Linked DNA regions of Mus musculus: all the other regions are linked to region 1. A link is a contact called in public HiChIP or PLAC-seq and promoter capture Hi-C data. All regions are on one chromosome and are shown on one strand. The core of a region is the stretch at or near the end of the contact, and the rest is flanking DNA. Distances in the headings are between cores, read along the strand shown.

The links. Promoter capture Hi-C pulls out the DNA fragments that hold promoters and counts their contacts. HiChIP or PLAC-seq counts read pairs in DNA pulled down with a chosen protein or histone mark.
Region 2: a promoter capture Hi-C map of hematopoietic stem and progenitor cells shows a contact between it and region 1, with 6 times the contacts expected there. The contact joins the promoter of 6430584L05Rik here to the promoter of Inmt in region 1. A contact is called at or near these places in 5 of 39 promoter capture datasets (embryonic stem cells, hematopoietic stem and progenitor cells, liver and 1 more), 1 of 15 datasets of contacts at CTCF or cohesin (the NIH/3T3 cell line) and 5 of 484 Hi-C or Micro-C datasets (brown adipocytes, cerebral cortex, palatal mesenchyme and 2 more).
Region 3: an HNF4G HiChIP or PLAC-seq map of pancreatic cancer cells shows a contact between it and region 1. The contact joins the enhancer-like site here to the promoter of Inmt in region 1. A contact is called at or near these places in 6 of 39 promoter capture datasets (the 3T3-L1 cell line, the C10 cell line, cranial neural crest and 2 more), 2 of 115 datasets of contacts at active chromatin or transcription factors (kidney and pancreatic cancer cells) and 1 of 9 other capture datasets (embryonic stem cells).

Annotation. Positions count from the first base shown.
Region 1 is chr6:55,173,200-55,177,123 of GRCm38.p6, reverse strand. It overlaps Inmt (indolethylamine N-methyltransferase), which reads left to right and starts at 2,134. Exons shown (of 3, transcript NM_009349.3): 1 at 2,134-2,297; 2 at 3,631-3,838. The coding sequence starts at 2,141.
Region 2 is chr6:55,394,711-55,398,634 of GRCm38.p6, reverse strand. 6430584L05Rik (RIKEN cDNA 6430584L05 gene) reads right to left here and starts at 1,748. Exons shown (of 4, transcript NR_046179.1): 1 at 1,662-1,748.
Region 3 is chr6:55,355,511-55,359,434 of GRCm38.p6, reverse strand. No RefSeq gene overlaps it. Among named protein-coding and RNA genes, the nearest start is that of Ghrhr, 19 kb to the left of the region's middle. Within about 2 kb of position 1,649, at least 39 of the 459 cell types and tissues checked have an H3K27ac peak or open chromatin away from gene starts, as enhancers often do. A contact at or near this core is called in kidney and pancreatic cancer cells, where this site is marked.

The DNA of each region.
Region 1 (3,924 bases), core at 885-3,384:
AGGGCTCATTCTTCTGGCTTGAAACATAGTGTCTGGGGCCATGATGGAGATCCAGGGACAGGATCAATCACTGGGAGTGATTGATTCCCTGAGCTTATAAGGCAGTGTGTGAGCAAGTCCATGAACCACCCAACTGAAGGTCAGAGAGCCTGAAGGATGATGAGCAGGGTGAGGCTGGGGCTGAGTCTGTGTTCCCACTTTGGGCGTGAATCTGGGGCCTCTGCTGCTGACAGCGACCTGGGGCATCACATTGCCCACTTCCTTGTTGTTGAGGGGGCAGATACCTTGCAGGTTGTTGTGAAAAAGCCAGGAGACCCCTGTCACATAGTAGGCAATCAGTGTCATGAACTTTCCCCACTGTGGCATGCCCATCCTCCCAACGTTTGCCCCTGGGAACCCACTCTGAAGTTTGCTACCCAGACACTCTCACCCTTGGATGACTTAGAAAGAGATGAGGCAAGTGTGTGTGTGTGTGTGTGTGTGTGTGTGTGTGTGTGTGTGATCACTGCAGACTCCCTTACAGCAGAGTAAGAGTCTACACAGCCTCTGTCCATTTTCCCTTTGCAGTAGCAGGTCTAGTTGGTTATTTTTTCCAACCTAACACACACTAGAGTCACCTGGGAAGAGAGATCCTCAAGTGAGGAGTGACCTTCATCAGACTGGCCCGTGAGTGTTTCCTTAATTAATGACTGATGTGGGTGAGCCCCGTGTTCTGCGGGTGGTGTCACCCCTTAGCCAGCAGGCTAAGCAAACCATGGAGGGCAAGCCAGTGAGCAGTGGTCTTTCAATGTCCCCACCTCTACTCCTGCTTGAGCTCCTGCCCTGCCCTTCCTCAGTGACAAACTGTGGTCAGGAGGTGCAAGTCAAATAAACCCTTTCCTTCCCAGGTTGCTTTGGGTCATGGTTGTTTACCAAAGCAAAAGACGGCAAACTGGGGCATCATTTTTCAAAGCAACCAGACCAGACCACAGCAGATCTAAGTGAGCTGATGATTCTGGGGGCAGAGGACAAGATGCACATGTGCACACACGTGGATGTGGATGGGTGGCGCTCTGTGCAGTGTTGTGACACGTTTTCAATTGTTTGTCCAAATACAGGGCTTGGCAACACACAGGCCTAGTGATTTGGGGAGGTGCTGTCAAAGTTTACTCCCGAGCATAAGAAAAAGAAAAGGAAGAAAGAAAGAAAGAAAGAAAGAAAGAAAGAAAGGAAGGAAGGAAGGAAGGAAGGAAGGAAGAAAGAAAGAAAGAAAGAAAGAAAGAAAGAAAGAAAGAAAGAAAGAAAGAAAGAAAGAAAGAAAGAAAGAAAGAAAACATTAAGCCAAATGAGAAAACAAGACTTAAACCTTAAACCGCTGGGGAATCATTAACTCAGTTAAAGATAAGCTGTTTACAAAGGCAAGTTCACTGAGTGTAGAATAGCAGAGAGATTTGAAGATCTCTGGTCCTCCTACTTCCCCAGCCTGGGGAGCACTTCTGTTCTGGTTCTTGTTTTATTTGCCTTATCAAAGATGAAGCCCAGGGGCCGTGAATGTGTTGGCTGGGAGCCTGGCCCTGTGTCTCCACCCTCTACTCTTAACCCCATGAGTGAAGCATCCCTAATGAGACCCTCATCTCTTTGGTCTCTGCCTCTTTCTCTTTGTCTGTCTGTGTACCTCTGTCCCTATGTAATTCTCTCTCTGTCTCTCTCTCTCTCTCTCTGTCTCTCTCTCTCTGTCTCTCTCTCTCTCTCTGTCTCTCTCTGTGTCTCCATATATATATCTGTCTCTGTCTGTCTCTGTCTGTCTGTCTCTCTCTCTCTCTGTCTCTCTCTCCTGATCCCAGTTGTCCACATGCCACCCTAGAGGGCCAGGGATGAGAGCTTCAGGGCCCAGTGACCCAGGACAGGACTGGAGGCCCTCTAGCATTCTCTTGCTTCATCACAAAAATCAAATCCAGCCAGGAATCTAGCATTCTCTTGCTTCATCACAAAAATCAAATCCAGCCAGGAATCTGACACCTGCACTCTGAAACCATCTCCAGGGACCCTAGCTCCTCCCTGAGAAGGGAGGTCTTATAAAAAGATTATAAAAGGCATGGTGGGAAGGAGTGAGCATTCAGTAGGGGCAAAGGAGTCTGGACAGCTGTGTGGGCTGGCTAGAATGGAGGGCAAGGTATACATAGGAGGTGAGGACTATGAAAAAGAGTTCACTCCCAAAGACTACCTGACCACCTACTACAGCTTCCACTCTGGCCCTGTGGCAGAGCAGGAAATCGTAAAGTTTAGCCTGCAGAACCTCTACCAGACCTTCTCTACAGGTGAGTGGCTGAGGTCTCCCTGGGGAGGGGCTGGAACCATGCCAACAGGGAGAGCTTATTCTGTATATACAGATGCTACAGAGGTGACTGGTCTGAAGGCCCACAGGGCCCATAGATGGCAATGTGTGCAGATCCAGAAGAGCCATGCCTCAGGAGTGAAGAACTTGCCTTGCACCCATGATCAGCCTCAGTAGCTACACTCGTAAGCTTTGAGGGGTATACCCAGATTTGTGGAGCTCCTAGGCCCATGCTGAGAGAAGTGACATAGGACTGGGCACCAAGGCTACTTTTCCCTCTCCTCTTGCCAGAGGCCTTCCAGAAAGCTCTGCAGCCTTTTTGGAACCTTGAGTCTCTCTGAAAAAAATCCCTGATGAAAATTCTTCCCTGTAAACATGCATACAAGTTTCCATGATTTGCCCCCAATGTCTAAGGGCAGACTAAGGCTAGGGAGGGACAGGGGTGGCCAGTCAAAGTCAGAGAGCTAATAGTAACAGCAGCAAGAATGAATCATAAGACTTCAAGTGACCCAGCACTAATGGGGAGAGTGTGTTCTGTGTGACCCTGGAGGTCACTCAGTGTACTCCCCCACAAAAGCCTTCTTAGCCAGACATTCGGTGCCAAGGAACGGGTAGCAAGGAACAACCTCAGAATACAGAGGGAAGAAAGCCTGGTGCTGCTGGAGAAAGCTGGGGTATAGAACAGACTTCAGTCCTTGGCAGAGGCATGGTAGGTATAAAAGGAGACTGCAGAAGGGAGAGGGCAGGCTGAGAGGGCATACCCGGGGTGGGGGGTGGAGGTACACTGAGCAACTGACCTCCAGGGTCACACAGAGCACATTCTCCCCATTAGTGCTGGGTCACTTGAAGTCTTAGGCTTTATTCTTGCTCGTGTTACTATTAGCTCTCTGCCACACTTTCTTCTGTGTGGCTGCCTTTCCTAGAAAATCAGAAGGGCTCTTAAGAACTAGCTGGTGTCCTTCTCAGCCTTTATCCCAGACCCTGCCACTCTACCAATTCCCCCAATTTTCTAAATCCAATGTTCTTTGAAGTTAGCCTATGCCAACTGATTAGAGAGAGAGAGAGAGACAGTAATCCTGAATTTATCTGGAAGACCAGACATACCTCCCAGGCCTCCACTAGTATCCTGGGTCATGGGGAGGCAGTTAAGAATGTCAGCTGTTTCCCACCCCCGGCATTGCTCCCCACTCCTGTCAATGTACAGCCCAGAGGCAAGGGGTTGCTCCCCTTCCCAGCTGGCGAATCCTAAGGTGGTTTGGAGTCACTCAGCAGGATGTGAGGTCAGGGTGCGGAGACCTGCCATGCTATCTCCCCAGGAGGTGTAGGGGGCGACGTCCTGATCGACATTGGCTCTGGCCCTACCATCTACCAGCTGCTTTCAGCATGCGAGGTCTTCCGGGAGATCATTGTCACTGACTACACCCCGCAGAACCTGCAGGAGCTGCAGAAGTGGCTGAAGAAAGAGCCAGGAGCCTACGACTGGTCCTCCATAGTGCAACATGCATGTGAGCTGGAGGGAGACAGGTACCTGCAAGTGGTTCCATTTTGTCCACCCACCTCATCCTTCTCAGATAAGGCCCTTTTGTGGCTCAGACAGCTCAGGAACTCAC
Region 2 (3,924 bases), core at 499-2,998, 220 kb before region 1:
TAGGCTTTCCAGGCTAGCACTAGAAAGCAACGCCTTATCCCCTTCCTCATAAGCACTCTGTGTGTTCATGCCGGTGCTTCCATGGCTCGACAGTGTCCCAGGAAGAACATGTGCTGGAAGATCCCGGGGTGGCAGTGTTAGAGTTGAGGAGGTATTAGAAAGTAGAGCCATGTGGCATGTAATTAAGTCAGAACTACTCATGGAAAGAACTAATACTGATATTGGGGAATGAGCTAATTCTTAAGAGAATGGGGTGCTACAAAGCTGTTCCTGGTGTTCAGACTCCCCTTTCTGCCTTGCCCTGTGAAGTCTTCAAACACACACCCTTCCGCATGTGCTCCCAGTGTGATGCATCCACCACGTGTTGAGGAACCTAGAGGTCCTCACCAAATCTGAGATGTCCCCATGTTCTTGGGCACCTAGAACTGTGAGTTAATCTCATGCCTGGTTTTTACGAATTACTCAACTTCAAGCATTTTGTCCTAGCAACACAAAACAGTTGAAGACAGACATCTGCTATGGATCATGACTAGGACCCACTCCATCTGTGGATATGGCTGTAAGTGAAGCAGAGGGAAGACTGGCCATATAAATGGAATGCTTCGATAATGTATAGCTGGTCCTTGCTGTATAGGACTTCCTGGCTGGCTAGCTCCAGAGCTGACACTTACTGCACGTTCACAGACATTCTGGACCATTTGAGAGGCTTGACACACAGTGCTCAGCCAAATGAGAGGACACTCTGCTTTTTTGTTCCAGGTGTCCTACTTTAAAAACAAATGTCACGTCAGGGAGGTGATAAGGTTTATTTTGTCCCTATTTGTTACATGGGCTGTGAAGGACAAGAGAGTCTCAGTTTAGGGTCTGCATGGAGTCTGATGCAGCATGATGTGACTTACACACGGAAAACTGTGACAAGAGGATGGGTTAGGACATCACCCTGGTTAGAATGATTTGGATGATCCTTATTGGTTGGCTGGAAGAACTGGGTGACCCTTTGTGGGACATCTTATAGGACAATCACAGACGCAAGCTTGAGCTTCAGGGAACTACTTGGTGGTGTCCCTATAGGAGGAATGCCTACTGAGCTTTCCCCGGGCCCCACACGGCATCTTTGCTCCCCATCCAACTACCTTCTACATGGAGTTTCCTGTGCTCTAGCACCACAGAGACTAGCTTTGAGCCTTCATATGCAGACATGATCATGGAGAGACACACAGAATTTTGCCTCTGCCTTCTTGCCAGCCCCTTTTTCCGACTTTCTCCTTTCAAGCCATCCCCACAGCTGCATTGACAGCTCGACCACCCATTTCACATGCCCTTCTTCTCCTGTGTCCCCCAGACAGGCCTAGGTCTGAAGATCTTATCCCTGACTGTAGCATCCCTGGGCACAGCCTGCCTGAGGGTGGCCAAACACAGATGGCTATGGAGCCCAGGCTCCATATTCCTCATTCCTATGGGCTTGAGTAAGGGGCTTCCAAGGGGGTGTAGGCAATGGGCAGAGCTGTGGCTTGGCCCATCTGGTCTGTGCTGAGCCCTTGATGAGGAAAAACTGGTTTCAGAGCTACCGCACAGCAAGGCTGCTGGCTGAGCCACTGAAGGCCTTCTGTGAGGACATGAGAAGCCCTCAAATTCCACCCAGACTGCTCCTGTCTGCTTACCTCACATCATGATATCCAAGGCCACTGGATGTCTGGGAGGGCCCTCTGTGAAGGCCATCTGTCCAGCAAGAGACCAGAGCTACACATACCAGAGCCACGCCCAGCAGAGCTGTGGACCATGCCGGTGCCATGGCGATGCCATCTCGGCCAGCCTTTCCCAGCCCGGTAACCATGGGAATGTACTCAGGGCTGCGGCTGCTTATGCAATGCCTCTGAGGGAGGGAGGCTCGCGGACCCACCTACTTGCTGCAGGGAAGCCAGAGCCCCAAAAGAATCTGTGAACACGTATGCTACCCACCTGCTTCTCCTCACTGAGAGGCAGGGAGAGCGCCACACATTCTCATCACGTATCATGTAACAACACACTACCTGGGTTAGAATGACCTCGAGGGGAAGAGAGGACAAGAAAGAGAAAGTAGGGGCAGGGGGAAATTCTAACTAGGAAGATGTTGGCTGTCTGCATGCAGAAAGGCTCCAGCCACTCTGGCAGCCCCAGGACCCAGATGTTTGTATTATTGAGGCAGCACAGCTGCTGTGTGTGCTATTCTGGTTTCATTGCCCTGAATCTGGGAACTGGAGCCTCCTAGAGGGAAGAATGGAGAGCTGAGATGAGCGTAAGCTTGCGAGCCAGCCAGAAAGAGCACTGTCCACAGGAAGAGGTTCATACACATGAGTGAGCCAATCAGAGCTGACTGAAAAAATAAATCCAACCCTGCTGCTTCTTGTTATGTTCCAACACCACATAAGGGCTCCAGGCGTGGGGCCTCTGGGAGCCCCTGAAGCCACAGGCTAAAGGCATCACAGGCTTCTAGACACAAGCTTCAAGACACAGGCTTCCTATAGCAATTGCAGCTCTCCCGGGTCCTCTCCATCCTGGCCCTATCTCTCTCTTTGCTATCCCTCCCATGTTGAGTCCCACCTCTTGAGATTCCTGGACCTCTGAAGGTGCCCCAGAGTTCAGGAGACTCTGGCCCAAGTTCTCCTAGTCCCTCAAGCCCCAACCTTCACCTTGGCTGACAGAAATGCCCAGACAAATGGTCAGTACCCTACTAGTCTTCTCTCTCCTTGTCTCCACAATGCCCCCAACTCCCCGCAGTCTCTTCTTTTGCTTTATCAGGACCCCAGGACCCAGCTGCATGCACAGAGCCTCCTCTCCTCCCAGGGTTCCTCCTCAGCTTGCTACTCCACCCTGACACTAAACCTCCCAGGTCCACGTCCCATTCAGTCTGCATCCTTCCCCTCAGCTCCATGCCCACTGCATATGCTCTCTTGCAAATAGAGCCAAGTCTCTTATGTCTTGTCTCCGAGAAAGGCTAACCCTGCCTTCTCTAGTTGAGGTTCCCAGATTATTAATACTGACTGGTCATCAGTCACCCATGTGCCCTCCTCTCCTATTTTTTACCCTCCAGTTACTATACTTTCCCATCTCTATATGCTCCTATCACCCAAACTCCAGCCAACCATGAACCTAGCCATCATGGTGAATTCGGAGCCAGTAGCCCACTTCTCTCTACCAATTCTCATGCCAAGCCCCATGAGTTTCTGCTACTCCCTTTAGGCAAATACCCTCTTCCCAGCCGTGCTCCCACTTGGATTCTTAGTCCTCCTCAGTCCCCTGCAACCTTCATTTGATTGCACCACACCCTCCTCCACCAGTGATCTATCTCCACCTGAATGACACATGTGCCCTATTCTCTCAGAGCCAAGTACAGTCACACCTGCTTGGATCCACTTGGACCCAGAATTGCCTCCTGTTACCTACAGTGTCCCCTCCTGTCCCAGGCACACTTCAGTCAAGAGCTGCTGAACACACTGCCCCCACTTTCCCACGGCCCATTCACTTCTCAGTACCCTTCCGTCTGGCTACCCACGTCTGCCAATCCCCTGCCAAATCTGCTCTTGCTGTGCGCGGTGCTGCCAAATCCTGGATGCGCCTCCAGCCTCCTCTTGAAAGGCTGCTCAGCAGTGCTCAGACCCTTCGCCAGAAACTCCTTACCACACTCTTTGTTTGGCCCCATAATTCCACGTTCATCTGCTCTCCCTCCCACCTCTCTGGCTGTTCCTTCTCAGCCTCCTCGGAGACTCCGACTTCCCAGTCAGACCCTAAAGGAAGTCAAGCTGGTGTTGTTCCTCGTGAGGTGGCTTGGCCTGTGCTCTTGTTGCTGAAACCCAGTCATATTCCAACAGCCATGATCTCCAACTCCAAACCAGATCTCTTTCAACCCCACTTCTCCCTGCAGCCCCAAGATACCTCATGTCCACC
Region 3 (3,924 bases), core at 400-2,899, 180 kb before region 1:
GCCAGGGCACACGGGGGGGGGGGGGGGGGACGACATGAGTGGAGAGTAAAGAGCCAGGGAGGAACTATTTGGGGATACTACGGAAGCTACAGGGACCATGATCATGGTTATGCACACTGGGTAAAATCCACTCAATAAGTATCATTAAAATGCATAGGTTTTAAGAGAAAAACAGAAAGTGCAGAAGTCGTTTTTTTTTTTAACCCAATGTTTATATATATAAGTGTCTGCCTGAATGTCTATATGTTCCCAGGGACAGAGAAGGGAGTGCTGTAATGTGGGTAAACCGCCAAAACAAGCATTATCTTTTACTCCAATATTCTTGTGTGTGTGTGTGTGTGTGTGTTTTTAATTATCTGGACATTACATATACAATTACATTTAAATTGTGGCAGTAGCGAATGGTAGGGCTTTTCTACCACACTGGGTGGGTACTAGAGATACCAGGGTGAAGTATTTCTACCCATCCCATAAACAGGTGGATTTTTTTGATAGTGGGCAGTTTCCTTCTCCCTGGCACAGAGAGCAGCCTAGTGTCTGCAAAGCTTAGCTGAGACTTTTTGGTCCCGCCTGCATCCACTACCCCTAGTGGTGAAACTGAGCAACTACATCTCTTTCTAGCTACAGACTCCAGATAATTTCCCAATCAATTGTCAAGGGTCCCAAACACTTACCCAGGCTGGGGTGGAGCCTTAGACATGGACAGCCTCAGGGGGTTAGCTGCTTCTGGATACTTGGCTCAAATGGCTTTTTGACGCAGCTCACGGGTCGTACTCCGGGTAAGATCAGAGCAACCATAATTCCTAGATTTGCTCCCATGTTGCCCTCCTTCCAGAGAAAAGAAACAGTCTAGAACAGCGGTTCTCAACCTGTGGGTCACAGGATTATATATTAGGTATTTACATTACAATTTATAACTAGAAAAAATACAGTTATGAAGTAACAACAAAAAAGTGTATGGTTGGGGGGGGGGGGTCACCATGACATAAGGAACTGTATTAAAGGCTTGCAGCATTTGGAATGTCGAGGTGACTGGTCTAGAAAAAGCAGGGACCCTGGCACCTGGGAACGGATAGCCCAAAGGCACATTCCTCATCCTCGGCATCTCTTCACCATAGCTAAGCAGCTGCTGGCCACTCTCTCCTGATTCCTGTGGTGACCCAGCCTTCGTGGGTCACTCTCAGAGATACTTCTGTCCAGAGTTTAGTGTGTCTTCTGTCTTAGAATTAAGGGTCAAAATTGGGGTCAAGGTAAAGGCTAGACTTCTATGGTATGAATTTCTAGGGTTCATGTACTGGACATTGAAGGCCCAGAGTTACCTGTGAGAAGCAAGGAGGTCCCAGAGGAAGAGCATTCCAGTTTCCCCAGAGAGGGTGGAAGGACCACGCTATATCTGTCCTTGACCATGTCCACTCAATGCCACCCTGCCCAGACCCCTGCTTCATTTCCTGGAACCCCCCTTCCTTTTCTGCCAGTATCTGGTCAGGGTAACTGCTAAGGGGGTGGAGGTGAAGGGCAAGGTAGCTGCGAGAGGCAAGGGTGAGGAGGAACGCTGGCCTCCAGCCAAGCCAGGCGATGTGGGAACAGTGTCACTTTGTTTTCCTCTAGCGGAAGAGTGCTTTGATGCGTACATGGGTAACTCATTCTTTTATAAACTTCCAACTTCTCCACAGACTTTGCCCTCCTCCTAGCAGCGGGGACTCCTGTGACTTGGACAGTCTCAGCTGTCCCTTGCATGTGCCCTGTGTGGATAGTTTGCAGGAGAAAAGGAGGTTCTCTAAGTGGTGGTAAAGCAGTCACGGCATAATAGCTTAAAGAACCCAGGGAGGAGTGTGCCCAGAGCACTGTGGGAGCATCCTGAGGGGAGAAACCCCAAGCCCCCGCAGAGAAAGAACAAGAAGGGCTACAGGTTGAATTCCAGCTGGCCCTGACTCCTGGGCACGGCAGGAAAAGCAAGGGAAAAAACCTTTCCCTTGTTCGATTTCTGGGCAGAGACACTGAGAACCAGAGAGGAGAGCAGACCTATCCAGGGCCACACAGCCCTGAGTCACACAGGACTCAGGCCCAGGCCAGTGCCCCAGGGCCAGGCACTCCACTTAGAGCCATGGTGGGATCCACAAAGTGAGGCACCTCCAGGCCAAGCCCTTCCCACTTTCTCCTTTAGTTCTGTTTCTTTTCTTTCTCCACTCTGCATTGTCGCCCCCTGTACTTGGGGAAAATAGTTGCCTGGGGAAATGGTGACTCAACCCCACTTGGGGTTTATCCAGCCTTTAATGTATAGGTGGAAGAGAACAGCAGCTGCAGATGGGGGGAACTAAGAAAGGTGAGCCAGAGCTCTGTGGTGCCAGAGTCTAAGTCCACAATGACCCATTCTGTAGATGGAGAAACTGAGGCCACAGTGATCATTGAAGATCAAATGGTTGGTATCAGACCCCAGGTTCTAAGCCAGGCTGTCTGACTCTGCCTCATGTTGACCAGGATAGCATCAAACTCACAGTGGTTGATTTGGAATTCCTAATTCTCGGGCATACCTCAATGCCCAACTATATATTTTATTTTATATTATTTTTTATTTTCTAATGAAATAAATAATTGAAGTGCTTGGGAAAGCTGAAAGAGGCAAAAAATGAGAAAGTCACATTGTTCCAAGCAAGAGGGGTGAAGCCTTGAGAGAAAGAGTCAACACTGGGACACACACACACACACACACACACACACACACACACACTCATTAGCTCCCTCCTTTTCCTGAGCACCTGGTGCTGAGGAGCCCTTCCTTCCATTTACAAATCTAGAATGTATCCTGGTGTGGTTCAGAGAGCCTGGAAGACTTGGGAGAGGAGAGCAGCCCTAATCCCTCTGGGAGTACATGGGGCTGGGCCAGGACTTTGCCACTTGAGCTTCCTTCAGAGCTTCTGGGCCTGGGGCTTGGTGGGGTGCAGTGGGGAGAAGGTGACGGAGGAGGAATGATGACAGTCAGTTCTGATCTGAGGAGGAGCCTGTTTCTTGGGGAAGGGGTGTAAATCCAAGGTGGGGTAGAGACCTAAGGCCTTCTGCCTCTCCCTGCAGCTCCCCTCCCCACCTCCTACCTGATTTGTCTTTGTCCCGCCCACCCTTATTTATAAACCACATGTCCCCGTGTCCCTGCCTGCCCTGCCTGTTTGTCCACAGCTTCAGCTGCTTCCCCTGATAACCCAGAGAGCAGTTCAGGGGGAACTGGGAGGGGCTCAGGGCACTTGCAGTTCAAGGATGCTTTGGTATGTCACTTCCCCTGCTGGAGAGCCATGCGTGCCTTCTTCCTATGGATTCTGAAGATGCCAATGCCTAGACCGAGCTCAAAAGTGGACAGCTGTTCTCATGTAAAATTTTAATTTCTATCATTGCCCATGAGCAATGATTTGCTGCTTAGCCAACAGCCCTGAAGTCGGTTAAGGAAAAGGAGGCTCAGAAGTGAGCTGCCTTGACATGAACACCATCAGTCGTTCTGCCCAACCGGTGCATAGATGTGGAAAGAACTCTGCCCCAGAACTCCCCAGCTTGGCTCCAGATATGGATCAGTCTGCCTTTTCTCGCATCCTCGGGCTTGTTGCCTAAATTCTCTGATTTGTTCTTCATAAAATGTAAACACTGCCCCTTTAGTTTACTACCCAGCAGCCAGAATAGTGCCTGACACCTAAGGATTTCTCGGATGTCGTTAAGTACTGAATCCCTCACTCTCAGCTCATGTATCAGCATCAAACATGGCAATGTGTTTATAAAGTTCCTGTACATTGCCACACGCTGCAGGAACATTGGAGGCCTCTCTGCTCACTACTCTGAGGGCTTCAGTCAGGGATCCCCAATATCCAGGCCCAGACTCCGTTCTGAAATGCATACATACTGAGAACCGCAAACCCTCCCATCAGTTTCCGTGCGTGGCCCTCG